Linked DNA regions of Sus scrofa: region 1 is linked to region 2. The links are chromatin contacts, called in public Hi-C maps. All regions are on one chromosome and are shown on one strand. The core of a region is the stretch at or near the end of the contact, and the rest is flanking DNA. Distances in the headings are between cores, read along the strand shown. Region 1 overlaps LOC102159901 (a long non-coding RNA gene). Region 2 has its middle 78 kb from the start of PLEKHG7.

Evidence for each region. A called contact is a pair of places that touch in the nucleus more often than the background predicts.
Region 1: a contact with region 2 is called in a Hi-C map of omental adipose tissue, with 1.9 times the contacts expected there. The contact joins two enhancer-like sites. A contact is called at or near these places in 13 of 47 Hi-C or Micro-C datasets (adipocytes, adipose tissue, alveolar macrophages and 9 more) and 2 of 2 datasets of contacts at active chromatin or transcription factors (alveolar macrophages and skeletal muscle).

Annotation. Positions count from the first base shown.
Region 1 is chr5:91,514,540-91,521,415 of Sscrofa11.1, forward strand. The region is part of intron 4 of LOC102159901 (a long non-coding RNA gene); the gene reads left to right. Among named protein-coding and RNA genes, the nearest start is that of DCN, 160 kb to the right of the region's middle. Within about 2 kb of position 3,677, at least 10 of the 83 cell types and tissues checked have an H3K27ac peak or open chromatin away from gene starts, as enhancers often do. A contact at or near this core is called in omental adipose tissue, where this site is marked.
Region 2 is chr5:90,387,985-90,394,746 of Sscrofa11.1, forward strand. No RefSeq gene overlaps it. Among named protein-coding and RNA genes, the nearest start is that of PLEKHG7, 78 kb to the left of the region's middle. Within about 2 kb of position 5,002, at least 3 of the 83 cell types and tissues checked have an H3K27ac peak or open chromatin away from gene starts, as enhancers often do. A contact at or near this core is called in omental adipose tissue, where this site is marked.

The sequences.
Region 1 (6,876 bases), core at 2,427-4,926, 1.1 Mb after region 2:
ATTTGTGCAGTATTGATATGAAAACCATAAAACACGAGAGGAAGATTAGAAACATGTGTAATTCAGTGGATTAGTTGTGAGTAAGGTAACTTTCTACAAAATTTTGAGGATGTTGGAGGAAATCAGGATCTTTAATGACATGAGTGTATCCCAAGCTGGGATCGATGAGAGAAGTGTAGGGGAAAAGATTAAGTTGAGGTGTAACTTTGCGCAAGGATGACTAACGTGTAAATATTAGAAATTCACAATGCAATGAAGCCTCCTCATTGAAACAACAGCAATAAATTTAAAGCAATTTGAAAACAAACTGTCTAAATCAACCTTTTAACTAGAATGAGGTAAATGCTGTGGGGAAAATGAAGATTTTCTTGTGACAAGTGATTTAGTAGCAAGTAGATGTCATTAAAATTTTTACAACTGTGAGGTTAAGAAAAGGAAAAAAATCACTAATCATAGAAACGAATGAAATACAAAGTTTAAAATCAAAATAGGACATGTAACTGGAATTTGTCCTGCCTTAATCTTTGGGATTTTATCAAAAGATATATTTTATATCACCAGTATTTACTCTAAAATATATTTCCCAAATGAGAAAATAATTGTATTTACATTATACTATATATTATGTTTTTGAAAGTAGAGATTAGAGAGTATAAAAATAGGCCTCAGAGTAACAGGACAAAAATCCCGATATTCCTTGTGTTTTTAATAAAACAGAACTTATCTTTATGGCTTTTACACTAAGGAAAAATACTGGAAGAACATTTGTAAAGAAGGTGAGGAACAACTTAGGTGGGGCAAAAACATGTAAACAATTTTGAAACCCAGTATAAAGAAAGCAAATTACTTTAGCAGTTTGAAGGAATCTGTAAAGAGAAGGTCAACATTCTTTTTCTCTGGCATCTAAAATCATTAATCATGGATAGATTCATCATATAGTTAGCTGTGATTGATTCAGAAGGGTTGTGGCTGGGTGTCAGTCACCCATAGCTATGAATCTGACAAGCCTCAGAGATTACAGAGCTGGTCACTGCGGTCCCCCTGCCCTTTTAGAATTTGTCCAGAACTAGTGAGCAGAAAGCAGCAGCATGACGTGGCACCCTTCGCAGTCCTCCTCACAGCTGTCTGCCTGAGGGGCTGTCTTACAGCCGACCCTCCAGTGGTAGTTCTTTCCTCTTTCTTGCATTTTGAAAGCCTTTGTATTTCTAAGTGAGGACATTTGTTTGTTACTACTGAAAGAACCAACAAAGGAATGCTTTTAAAAGTCCATGTCAAACACAGACTATTGGGGAAATACTATGAAAAATCACTTAACGTTTTTCTCTTTTCTCTCTCTCTCTCTTTTTTGGCTGGAACATCTTTGTCCTTTTGGGGAGTTGCTAAAAACTAGAAAGACAACTGGCCAACTGTAGTTCCTCTTGACACACAGTGCCTTGGGTTTGTCTTGCAAAGGCCCTTTGTTAATCAGTTTTCCATTTGGGTGCGAGTACTCCCTCCACGTCAAGGTTCTGCTTTGTTCCTTTGTGTACTTACTGAAATGTCAATGCTATGCTTCCTTTGATTAAAATAGTAAAATGCATGATCGACTATTTTATAGGACCCATCACACTACGACTGGTGCCTGTGGTGCCAGAGTGCATGCTTCAAATGAGCACATGTGCTGTTTGAAAAGAGGCATATATGCTCAGGCTTCTCCAAAACCTTATAGCTGTGGCGCCCAGATGTTGGCTGACATGTGCCCCTGGGGTCAGCATGGGGAAAAGTGTCTTATGCTTTGCGGTGGACTCTGTATTAAACTTCACATCAGTAACAAAACACAATTCAAAGTGATGATGGATGAGGTGGCTTGAACACTGTTGAGTAATACTTTGTCACCATTGAAAGGCATTACTCTTTACACAACGGACCCCCATTAACCTTTGGGACTAAGTCTCCTTCATTAAAATCATTCTAGACTTTGTGCAGACTTTGTTTTAAATATTGGTATCAAAAGGCAATGAGACCAATGGGATGCTGGACACTGAGGCATGTCCTAGCAGAAAATATACAAGGTGTGGGCACTCTACGTGCTACAGGCTGAGAAATGCAAGATACTCATGTTCATCTCCAAGCTTTCACTCTATGCTTGAATTTGCTGAACACACTTAGAACTAAGGAAGCTGTAAGAGAAATCAAAAACCTCTAACCCAGTCTATTTTAGAGCTTCCCTCTTGACGTTTTATTTTTCTCCATTTAATATCATGTCTTGGGGCTATCAGAGTCATATAGTATGTTCACAAATTGGATTTCATGAATTATGCTGTCAAGAAACAGTTTATTCATAGCCCAAGGCTAATGCAGTCCTTCCAACTTGGAAAGCAAGAGAGGAAGGCCGCTCAGAGAGTCTTTTCTAACACTAAGAAGGAATTTTTCTTTTCTTTTTTTTTTGCCCAGGAGGAAGAAAAGGCCAGGTCCACCAGACTACTAGTATAACTCCTGATCAGGTTAAGTTAGCTAACTTGGGCAGTAAGATCATGAAGTACAAAGACCATGCAAGGAGGTGATCACAGAGTTTTCCCTGAGTAGGAATGGGGTGTACATATGAAGATTCTTCTAAACAGAGCTCTTTGGTGCATGTGTTGCTCCATGTTGGTTTGGGCACTTGGACTAAAAGGTGTGACTTGGAGAACACTCAGAAGTAAACATTCCTCCCCAACTATTTCTGACTTCCTCTATGTTACTCTTTATACTCATTCACTCATTCAACATTGAGGTATAATGTAAAGATAAAAAGACATAACTGCTATATTTGAGAATTACCCATGACTGGGATATAAATTATTATGGAGACATTTACAAAGTAAGATATCCAGTGCTTTAACAAACATGTGTTTGCTATGCAGTATGGTCATTAAACAGGAATATAGTGAGAAACTAATTAATTAGGAATAGCTGATGACAGGCATTAAATGAAGCTAGACTTAAAAGGTAGATCCACATCCTAAAAAGTCTTGTGCAAGATTGTAGTTAGAGTGACCATTTTTTGTCTAAACTGAGACACTTTTGAGAGACATAGAGAGGTGATATTAATAATACCCCTCATGAGAATGTGAACCAGGAATATCTTTGTTGAACTGAGACCTATGGTTTACCCTAGTTCTAGGCAGAGGGTACCGCGTAAGGATTTTGAAGAGGAAAATGGTGATAGAAGATGTTACGGTTAAACTGATACCTGTCTTAGAACAGCATGAAGGCTGGATTAAATATCCAGACATTGACACCCAGCTTTAGAATGGACTTTTTGTTATTGAGGTCCACCTGAGGACCCACCTTTTCCTGGATGGCTAAAGATAAACTCAACTGGGTCAGCGAACCCTTGGGGTGACCCTTTTCACCCTTCTCAGGTGTTCAAGAAGTGATGTTGCTTTGATCTTTTGAGCCCATAGAAACATAAATTGGTGGGAAGCCAGCTAGTCAGCATAACAGAGCTTTCTAACTGCTTGTTTTGACATTTTACTCAAAGAAAAATATTGGAAAAAGGACTGAGGGGCTGGCAAATCGCTGCTACTCTTTCTCGGTGGTCCCAGAGCACTAATATTTACGTAGCTCAGCTGAGTCAGTGAGGTGCAGCCTGCTGGGTCCCTGCGTGATGCCTTAATGAATTGATGGGACCAGGAAAGGAGGCTGGGAGGGAAGCTAGGGGGCTGCAGGGCACATTAAAACTTCAAGAAAATCACTCTTGTAAAAGTGACTGAGCCTGGAGGGAATGCAGCTGTTTCTGCCTCTGCGTAGTGTTTTCAGAGTCGAACTTTTGGCTTTGTTTCTTCCGCCTTTGCAATTTGAAGTTCTACTAGTGGAGGAATCCTGGGTCTTGGAAGCTCCTCTGTTTTGTATTTGCTTTTGGGCTCCCTTCTGTGTTCCTTAGATAATGACTAGCTTTCCTAATGACTCATTTTCACATCGTATTTTACTTTTTTTTTTTTTTTTGGAGCTATACATTTTACATTTCCCTGAGGCAAAATAACCCTACTCAAAGTTCTTATAAAAGAGTTTTGTGTGCATACCAGACCAGTATAAATAACATTCTGCTTAGACCCTTAGCCATTTCTAAATGAGCACTGATTCTCTTGTTTGTGTATTTTAAATTAGCCTTGGTACAACATTTTTTAGCATCCTGTTACTGTAAAAAGTATTCTCTCAAGTAAGGAATTCCCATTTCTATTTATTTATATATTATACAGTTATTTGTTAAGTATCTATCATGCCTTTGGCAATGTGCAAAGTCCTGGGCTCACAGTTCTTTGAAAGACAAAAATTCTTACTCTTAAAGAGTGTACAATTTATTGTAGGTAAAATGGGGGAGGTTAATGGAAGGAACCATAAATACAGATTATTTATCTGTAGCAGTCATTCTCAAAGGGTGGTCTTAGTCCCAGCAGCATCTGTATCACCAGGGAACTTGTTAAAAATGCAAATTGTTGAGGCCCTTCCAAATCTGTTGAGCCAGGAACTCTCGGTTGGAGCCCAGCAGTCTTTGCTTTAACAAGTCCATGCTTGACTCTGAAACTCACTCCTTGGAGAATCACCAAACTATAATATAATAAGATGTAAGTGTTGGATCATATGGGAGAACATGTGCAAAAGGGCTAGCTCAGTTGTGTAGAGTCAGGGAAAAGTTCTCAAGGCAGTTATTTCTAAATGGAGGATTGAAGGATAGGTAGGAATTGGTCAGGCAAAGAGAAGGTAGGAGTGAGCAGACCTCAGTCCAAGGAGATCATTTACTGGAACAGGCTAGGGGTGAAAAATAGCAGCACTTATTTGGAATTCAGGAGAAATTCAGAGGAGCTGGCACTTTGACTAGAGGAGGGTGGGGACTGTTAACATCTATCAAAGGGCAGGCAAAGCCTACCGTTGCATCTACAGACAGCAGTACAGTGAAAACCACAACTGCTGCCAGAGGTGACAGGCAGGTTTTTCACATCAGGGAGGTAAATCAGAATAAGGTCAATGGGGAAAGAGGCACAGTGAAAGCATGGATATAGGGAGCCTATGGGATCCATCTAGGCAGACAGGCAGAAAGTCAGTAGGAAGGATGATCCAGAAAATATGTGTGAGCTCAGATCGTCTCCTCAAGAGGGTGGCATCAGTTTGCTATGGCTGCCATAACAAAATGCCACAAATAGGGTGGCTTAACCAACAGAAATTGATTTTCCCACAGTTCTGGAGGCTAGAAGTCCAAGATCAAGGCATTGGCAGGGCTGTTTCTTTGAGGCCTCTCTCCTTGGCTTGCAGATGGCTATCTTCTGGCTGTGTCCTCACAGGATCTTTCCTCTGTACACATTCATTCTAGGAGTCCTGCTTTCCTCTTCTTATAAGGGCATCAGTCATATTGAATTAGGGCTACCCTAAAGGCCTCATTTTAACTCATTTACCTCTTTAGAGACCACTATCTAAATAAAGTCACACTCTGATATATTAGAGGTTAGGGCTTCAACATATGCATTTTATAAGACACAACTCTCCCTATGGGAAATAATACCTTACAGAGGGTAGTAATAAACACGACTTAGAGTTAAGAAGAAATGGAACCTTCGGTAGTGGATTAAGGCATGGACCCAGAAAGGTGGTATTTGCCAAGAGAATTCTGGAGTCTTGTACCTAGAGCAATGGGTCCATGTAAGAAAATAACCTGCTTGGTGATAATACATCAAGTCCTTACCTCAATGTCCTTTAGGCTGAAAAGAGATTGACTGCATATTGGGGGCTTGATGAACTCACAGGTATAGGAAATGAAAATGTTAATATGACATAAAAAGTGAGCAGAAAGATACAAGTAGGTTGCCTCAGAGGGAAATCGTATAGTAAAATGTCACCAAATTTGGAAATCAGAAAGGCTGAAGTTGAATGTGGAATTTGTTGTTTTTCTCTTATGTGATCCTGTTTGAGAAACTCAACCACTCAGTCTTAATTTTTTCAACAATGAAGGAGGCCTACTAATACCTACTTTGTGGGAGTAAATAAGATAATACGCATTAAAGTACTAAAAAAATGTCAGCCACTGTTAGCAACTCCAAATATATCAATGGTTACTTTTTTATGGAGAGTTTTCTATAAATCAGATATTACGTTTATGCCTCTTAACTATAATGTATAAATAAAATCATTCAAAAGTATCTAAAGTAAGTGTTCCAAAGAACTCACAAAACAAATACATTTATCCAAAATAATCCTTGATAAAGGATTACTTTGCCAAGTAATAAATACTTTAGCAAGATTAGGTAATAAGGTACTTTCCAAGTTCAACACAAGTCATCAGAATTTAACCGCAGGAACCATGACTGAAACTGTAGTATATTGAAAGAAAGCAATACTCCTTTTACTCAGAAATACTCCTTTACATTGTCTTATTTCACATAATTCAGTGACATGGAGATTGTTTCAGTGGAAATTAGGAAAAAGATAGTGGGCCAGAGGTGAGGAAGGCATTATAATCACTTGATATGGGTATTTGGCTTTCTCTGGCTTTCCCGCTTGACCAGTGGAGGTGGGTATATCAGGAAGGCAGAGCTGAGAGCACAATCTAAGAAGGCTGTTCTACAAGAAGGTCCATCTAGTTTTCTGTACTTACAAAGCAATATTCCCATGGTATATGACTTCTCAGGTGGACATTTTTTTTTTTTTTTTTTTTGTCTTTTTGCCATTTCTTGGGCTGCTCCTGCAGCATATGGAGGTTCCCAGGCTAGGGGTCTAATCGGAGCTGTACCACCGGCCTACGCCACAGCCACAGTAATGCGGGATCCGAGCCATGTCTGCAACCTACACCACAGCTCACGGCAACGCTGGATCCTTAACCACTGAGCGAGGCCAGGGATCGAACCCGCAACCTCATCGTTCCTA
Region 2 (6,762 bases), core at 3,752-6,251:
CCTGAGTCTGTTACGTACCACGGGGTTTCCCAGATGCACAGCAAGACAGGACACCTGTTCCTCCCCACTGTGCCCGTAGTTACAGAAGGAAATGAAATAGGATGGGATTGTTGAGAAGAGTTAGGGCTGTCTGTGGAGAAAGAGTTGGAAGTCATCATTTACAAATTGAAAGTTATCAGTTGAGAGTTAATAGGCGGGCCAGCAGTATTGGCTCGCCTGGGAGCTTGTCAAAAATGCAAGAATCCCCTTGAGGCCTCAGCATCAGAATCTGCATTTTAACAAGATCTCAGGTGATTTTTCTGCACATTATGGTTTGAGAGTGATCTAAGTGGTGTTTTATTCATGAGACTGGAGAAATACCCATGTGTTTTCTCATAGTGTGCATTTTGATCTTATTGCTAGCTCCTTTTAATTTCTTGGTCTTTGTTTTTCCACTTTTAGGTTCCCATTTAAGCATCATGCTTAGCAAACTGCTTGGCCTTTCCAGGAAAAATATGTATGTGCTCATCATAGTAGAAAGTGTATTGATTTCCCTAAAATCGTGGGAGGATGGGGGTGGTGAGCATTAACTCCTCACCCATAACAGCAGAAATCACGACATCAGGTATAAAAACGGAAAGATCAAGAAATAGCTTTCTTTTTATTGTATTTATCATATCGTATGTATGAGGTGATAGATGTTAAACCTGTTGTGATAATCCTTTCACAATATGTCAGACCATCACTATACACCTTAAATTTACATAATGCTGAATGTTGATTATTTCTCAGTAAAACTGGGAAAAAAAGAATAATAAAAACATCATATTAAGAAATATGAAGAGCAGTGACCAAGATTAAAAAGAAATAGCTTTAAAAATGATTTAAAGCAGTTGGCTCTGGGAGGTGGGCCTTATTTAAAAAAATTCTGGTTGGACCATTTATTTTATATGTGTGTGTGTGTGTGTGTGTGTGTGTGTGTGTGTGTGTGTGTGTGGTGTGTGCATGCTTATACAACTTGCATGTCATTTAGTGATGTCATGCAGTCTTGCACTTGATGTATTCTGTAAACCACCTTAGATCCTTTCTGAGAACAACGTGGAATACGAACAACTGAACAAAACCCAAAACTTTCTCCAGGGAGAGCAAGTAGCCTATAATTGTGGCTAAAATAGGAAATAGAGGCTTATGCAAGGAAAACTATGTCAAGTACAGTGATGTAGAGAGGACATGAGATCTTCACGCCAGCGATGCCCTCATCCTGGTGAACTTGTATACGAAGGATGAGAAGAGGAAATCCGGGAATGGGAGGGAGATAGAGAAGCCATACGAAGTCACGGTAGAATAATATATCTGAGAGGAATGCCTCTTACCTGGAGAAGAACTCTTCTCAGAGTGCTTTCCCCTTGTAATTTATCTGCCAGAGATGAAAGACTGGTGTATTCTCCAAGAGGCAGAAATGATGAAATTTGGGAAAGTGAACCATAGAACAGGAATGGACTTTAAGATAATTTAGAGTGGTTGTTTTCAAACCTTATTTTCGCTGTCAAAGTTTTATTTTATTTTTTTTTAACTTTTTCTTTCAAATAACATCTTACTCTGAACCCTGAAGCAGTAGAACAGAAGTAAGCAGAACTTCTCAAGTTAAAGTAGAAGGTAGAAGGTCTGTGGCCAGCCTGGTCCCAGGAATCTTCTTCTTGCTTTCAAGGTGCCCTGAGCTCTGAGCAACACAAGCAGAAAGTAAACAAGCAGCTCCCAGACAGCCCTCATGCGACTAAATCTTGAGGAGATACCCATCATCCTGTATAAGGTCAATGGCAAAGCCAAGCCTTGACCCCAGTGTCCTTAACTCTGACTCCAGGACTCACACCAGTTTTCCTCAGTGTTGCTCGACACGGTTGGAGGGCAGTCAGCTCCACTGGGCTGTAGACTCTGGGAAGCCTGGAACTGGGTCTCCTTCGCTGTTGCCGTGCTCCGCATGCAGCAGGCCCTCAAGACAGAGTTGTTGAATAAAGGAAATAAACGACATACACAATGTCATAAGTTGACTTACTCCTTGTGCTTTTAGGGAGTGAAATGGAGCTAAAAGACATGAGAGTCTCTTTAGGAAGAGAGGTTAGTCCTGGGAGAGAAATGCGTTACTGTTTTTATCTCTGCCAGCCTACCATGACCATTTTGCTGTTCCTCTCCAGTTTCATAATCCTCAGCCAGAGAGTTTTCACTTGTTTAGGGTTAAGATCTTTTGGGTCTTCCTGTCGTTGACTAACCGAGGCCATTTTTGAGACCAGCTCTTTTATAAGCTTTATTTCCATGGAGATTGACTCTCTGTGGAGCGTTGAGTTGAAGGCACCCCAAGAGCAGCATCCCACAGAAATCCTCATTCAGTTTAAACCCTCCTCTTCAGCTTTCATTTTGCTGTAAAACAGACATCAGAAGCAGCATCTGGGCCTGACAGCTCAACTGTGATAACTCACTGTAATTGCCCTTTAATGGCTTGTCTTGAGAAGGGACCTGTGCTCACCATCTCCGTGTTGGTGTCAGTTTCCATTTAGCTCAGGTGAAGATGGCAGCTAATGGCAGTCTGTTTGATGACTTCCACCTATGTCTTAACAGGTGCCTCTCCTTCTCGGGCATCCTGGGCAATTGACCATAAGCACGAACATCAGGAGTGATGCATTGAGAGGAGAAAAGAAAGAGCCATCAGCTTTTCCGATATCAGAGTTACAGGCAGTAGCTCAGCCTGGCTGCCAGCACATTCTCTTGGGCCCTGTGGTATCTGTCCATGTTCACTTTGTTTTTCTTTGGAAGATTAGCAAAGGTATTGGTTGGCTGACCTACCACCTGTGCCCCATGGCTGAAAATAGCCTGTTTAGGCCAGAGTGAAATGCTTGGTTATCCCTTCATCCTATTACTTATTCCACTCCACTGAGGTCACTTTTCCAAAGAAGCAGCCACAAAGACCATTTTATCTGCAGTGCCAAGAGGAGGACTGGAGAAGGCGCTACCAAGACTTAGAGAGTCTAGGGATGATGGGCTAGTTGTCATCCAGGCAAGTGGACCAGAGGGTCTTTTAAAAAGTTGACATTAGGACTTTTTCTCTGTCTTTTTTTCTTTCTTCTGACAATAACAAATGAAGCATGTCAGGCTTGTCTTCAGTTATGCAACATGTTCCCATTCGTTAGAAACCAAGGCAGCGATTCCAGCTGCATTCCAGTGGCTTTGAAAGTCCAGCTCCCTCTCTGACCCAAGGTTGAACAGTTTCAGTGCTCACCCTCCATGCTGCTAACTCAGGTATCCCTGGAGTGCTTACATGTTTGCATATTTAGGAAAGAGAGCTGAATCTAGTTCATTGGATTTCAGAGAAGGGCTGAGGCCTTGTCATTTGTTTCTGGGATGTGGAGAAATGGGAAGTGCAAGAGTTCTAATCTCATTCTGTGTGCAAGGGAAGAGAATTGTCATGTAGCCAGGAGGGTCAGACCCTTGCATGGGACCACACAGTGATGCTCCCTATACTAAGATTGTGGTTCTGGGAATTCATGTTCTGATGGCTCAACATTTGGGGTGTCACCATAAATCTAGAGTTTTGGATGCTGAGGAGGATAAAAGTAGAATCCACTTACATTCCTTTGCCCTAAACTGTGGGCAAGTGTAAGATAGACCCTGATTTAATAACATCTTTTTTGGAGGGAATTGGGGACTGCAGAGAAGAAACAGAAACATACATGTTGATTAAAAAATATACTTCGGGAGTTTCCGTCGTGGCGCAGTGGTTAACGAATCCGACTAGGAACCATGAGGTTGCGGGTTCGGTCCCTGCCCTTGCTCAGTGGGTTAACGATCCGGCGTTGCCGTGAGCTGTGGTGTAGGTTGCAGACGCGGCTCGGATCCAGCATTGCTGTGGCTCTGGCGTAGGCCTGTGGCTACAGCTCCGATTGGACCCCTAGCCTGAGAACCTCCATATGCCGCGGGAGCGGCCCAAGAAATAGCAAAAAGACAAAAAAAAAAAAAAATATATATATATATATATATATATACTTCGATGTCAGAAATATCAAAGTGTGAAAATTTAGCCTTGAGAAAATAAGTATATTATGAAATGATGGGAAATTAATATTTTATGGGAACTGAATAATTAGACACCAGTAGTGGTTCTTTCTCTTCCAAGTACCCAGTGAATCTCTGATGGGTAAGGTAAGTTTAAAGGTTTTGCCAGTTTTTGAAGGATTGGGAAATTGGAATGAATAGGTGTAGTCACCGTAATGGTAATTACCACGCTGAATGATGACCATGTGCAGGACAGATGCTCTGTCTGTGTTATGTCAGACTCTTTCTGTAATCTGGAAACATGGGGATGCCTCACCCTCTTTTGCAAATGAGGAAACTAAGGCTCCGGACGTTTATGTGACTCGGCACAAGGTCCCAAAACTACTAGAGGGTCAAGATGTTATTCGTAATGTGCTTTGTTTAATGCTTCCAAAGCCACACTTCCTTGATAGAAAAACATGAAATGTTTAAGCCTCTAAAAGAGCAGCAAAGTGCAAAGGGAGGGTCCTGGGAGAAGGCAGGGAAAGGAGAGTCTCTTTGGGGCTTTGGAGAGGAGAGCGTGGTTCTTTTCTCAGCTCCATGATAACAGCAGGGCTTATTATTTCGTGGATTCAGGGCCACGTGCTTTTCGTGCATTGTCTGTTTAGTTCTTACAGCAGTCCTGAGAAATTACTATGACTCCCATTATGTAGACAAGGAAACTGAGGCCCAAAGTGGTCATTTAGTTGGTAACTTTAAACTGTGGTCTGACTTCAAGTCCTACGCTCATGACCAGTAAATTATTTCATGACCAACTGAATTATTTTTTTCCCCATAAATTAGGATGTCTCTTCTATATTCTCTCCCAAACTTCCATTTCACCCTCAGTCCCAGCTCCAAGCCCCCAGTGGTTTACATGACTGGTTTTGTCAAGCCCCTCTTTGTTTCCAAGCTCACGCGAAATAACCACAAGGTGGCGGTGTGACATTACACAGTTCCAGCACCGGGGAGAGGGCTCGCATCTTCCCAACTGCATTAACCAGTTCACAACTCAAATCCCAGACAGACACCTCATTGTCACCAAGACTGGCCTTAGTCGCTCATCCTCTTTTACATGCAGACACATGGAATTCATTCCCCAGCAGCTAATCCTACCGGCGGGGATCCCAGAGACCTCAGCCGAATGGCAGTGGTGACCCCAACACTATGGGGTGGCAGCAATAAATGCTCCACCAAGACCTCAAAAAAAAACAGGAAAGGCCCATTTTAAACTTTTTATGTAAAAAATATTTATGAGAGTTCTCATTGTGGCTCAGCAGGTCGAGAAGCCAACATAGAATCCATGAAGTTGTGGGTTCAATCCCTGGTCTCACTCAGTGGGTTAAGGATCTGTTGCCAGAAGCTCCAGTGTAGGTTGCAGATGCAGATTGGATTTGGTGTTGCCTGTGACTGTGACGTAGGCCTGCAGCTGCAGCTCCAATTGAACCTGACCTAGGAACTTCCATATGCCACAGGTGTGACCATAAAAGAAAAAAATAAATAAATAAAAAGAGTTCCTGTTGGGCACAGAGGTAATGAATCCTACTAGGAACCATGAGGTTTCGAGTTCGATCCCTGGCCTCGCTCAGTGGGTGTAAGGGTCCAGCGTGTGGTGTAGGTCGCAGATGTGGCTCGGATCTAGCGTTGCTGTGGCTGTGGTGTAGGCCGGCAGCTGGAGCTCGATTCAACCCCTAGCCTGGGAACCTCCATATGCCATGGGTACGGCCCTAAAAAACAAAACAAAACAAAAAATTTTTGTATCCTGACCCTCCACTCCTCCTTCCTATTTAGCTTTATGGAATTGGTGTCTGAAAAGTATGGATGTTATGGAAAGAGCCAGGAGAATGAAGAGAAAGGCAGAGAGTCAGGCTTTGTTATCATAGGGCAAGGTTCAGAGAGCTCTTAGGCTCCTTTCTAGGTGATTTTAACCTCAACATCCTATACCCTGGACTCATTTCCTCATGCACGAAGTGGAGAACAGTGTCTGCCTTGCAGATTGTTGGGAATATCAAATAAGGCTATGTCATGAAATATCTTTAAGTGCTTTATCATGGAAAGTAAGCGCTTTCTTCAAATGTTTGTTTCCTTAGCCTAGAGACTTAAGGCAACCAAGAGAAAGACCAAGATTTATATGAAAGGAGAGAAGAGGATGGTGTAGTTAGGGTAGAAATCAATACACAGTCTGTGGACAAAGAGAATTCCTGTTGATCTAATAACAGAAAAAATATTTGCAAGGCTGACAGAACAAAAGAAATTCTGTTTGCTTCTCTCTGTACCATTTTGTAGTTTATTGTAGAATAGTGTCAACAAGAAACAGTCCTGTTTTTTGAGGAGGAGTGGGAAGATACACATATAAAAGGTGTTTGATTTCAAAAGGTTGTTATGGCTGTGTATCTTGTGTCATTCTTCACACTTACCAGTGTTATCTGAATATAGATCAGGATCAGAAGCATTGAGCCCTGTTTCAAATGCAGCTGTTTTTTTGGGGGGGGTGTTAATGATTTTTATTTTTTTCCCATTATAGCTGGTTTAGAGTGTTCTGTCAGTTTTCTACTGTACAGCAAGGTGACCTAGTCACACATACATATATACATTCTTTCTTCTCACATTATCATGCTCCATCACAAATGACCAGACACAGTTCCCAGTGCTACACAGCAGGATCTCATTGCTAATCCATTCCAAAGGCAATAGTTTGCATCTATTAACCCCAAATTCCCA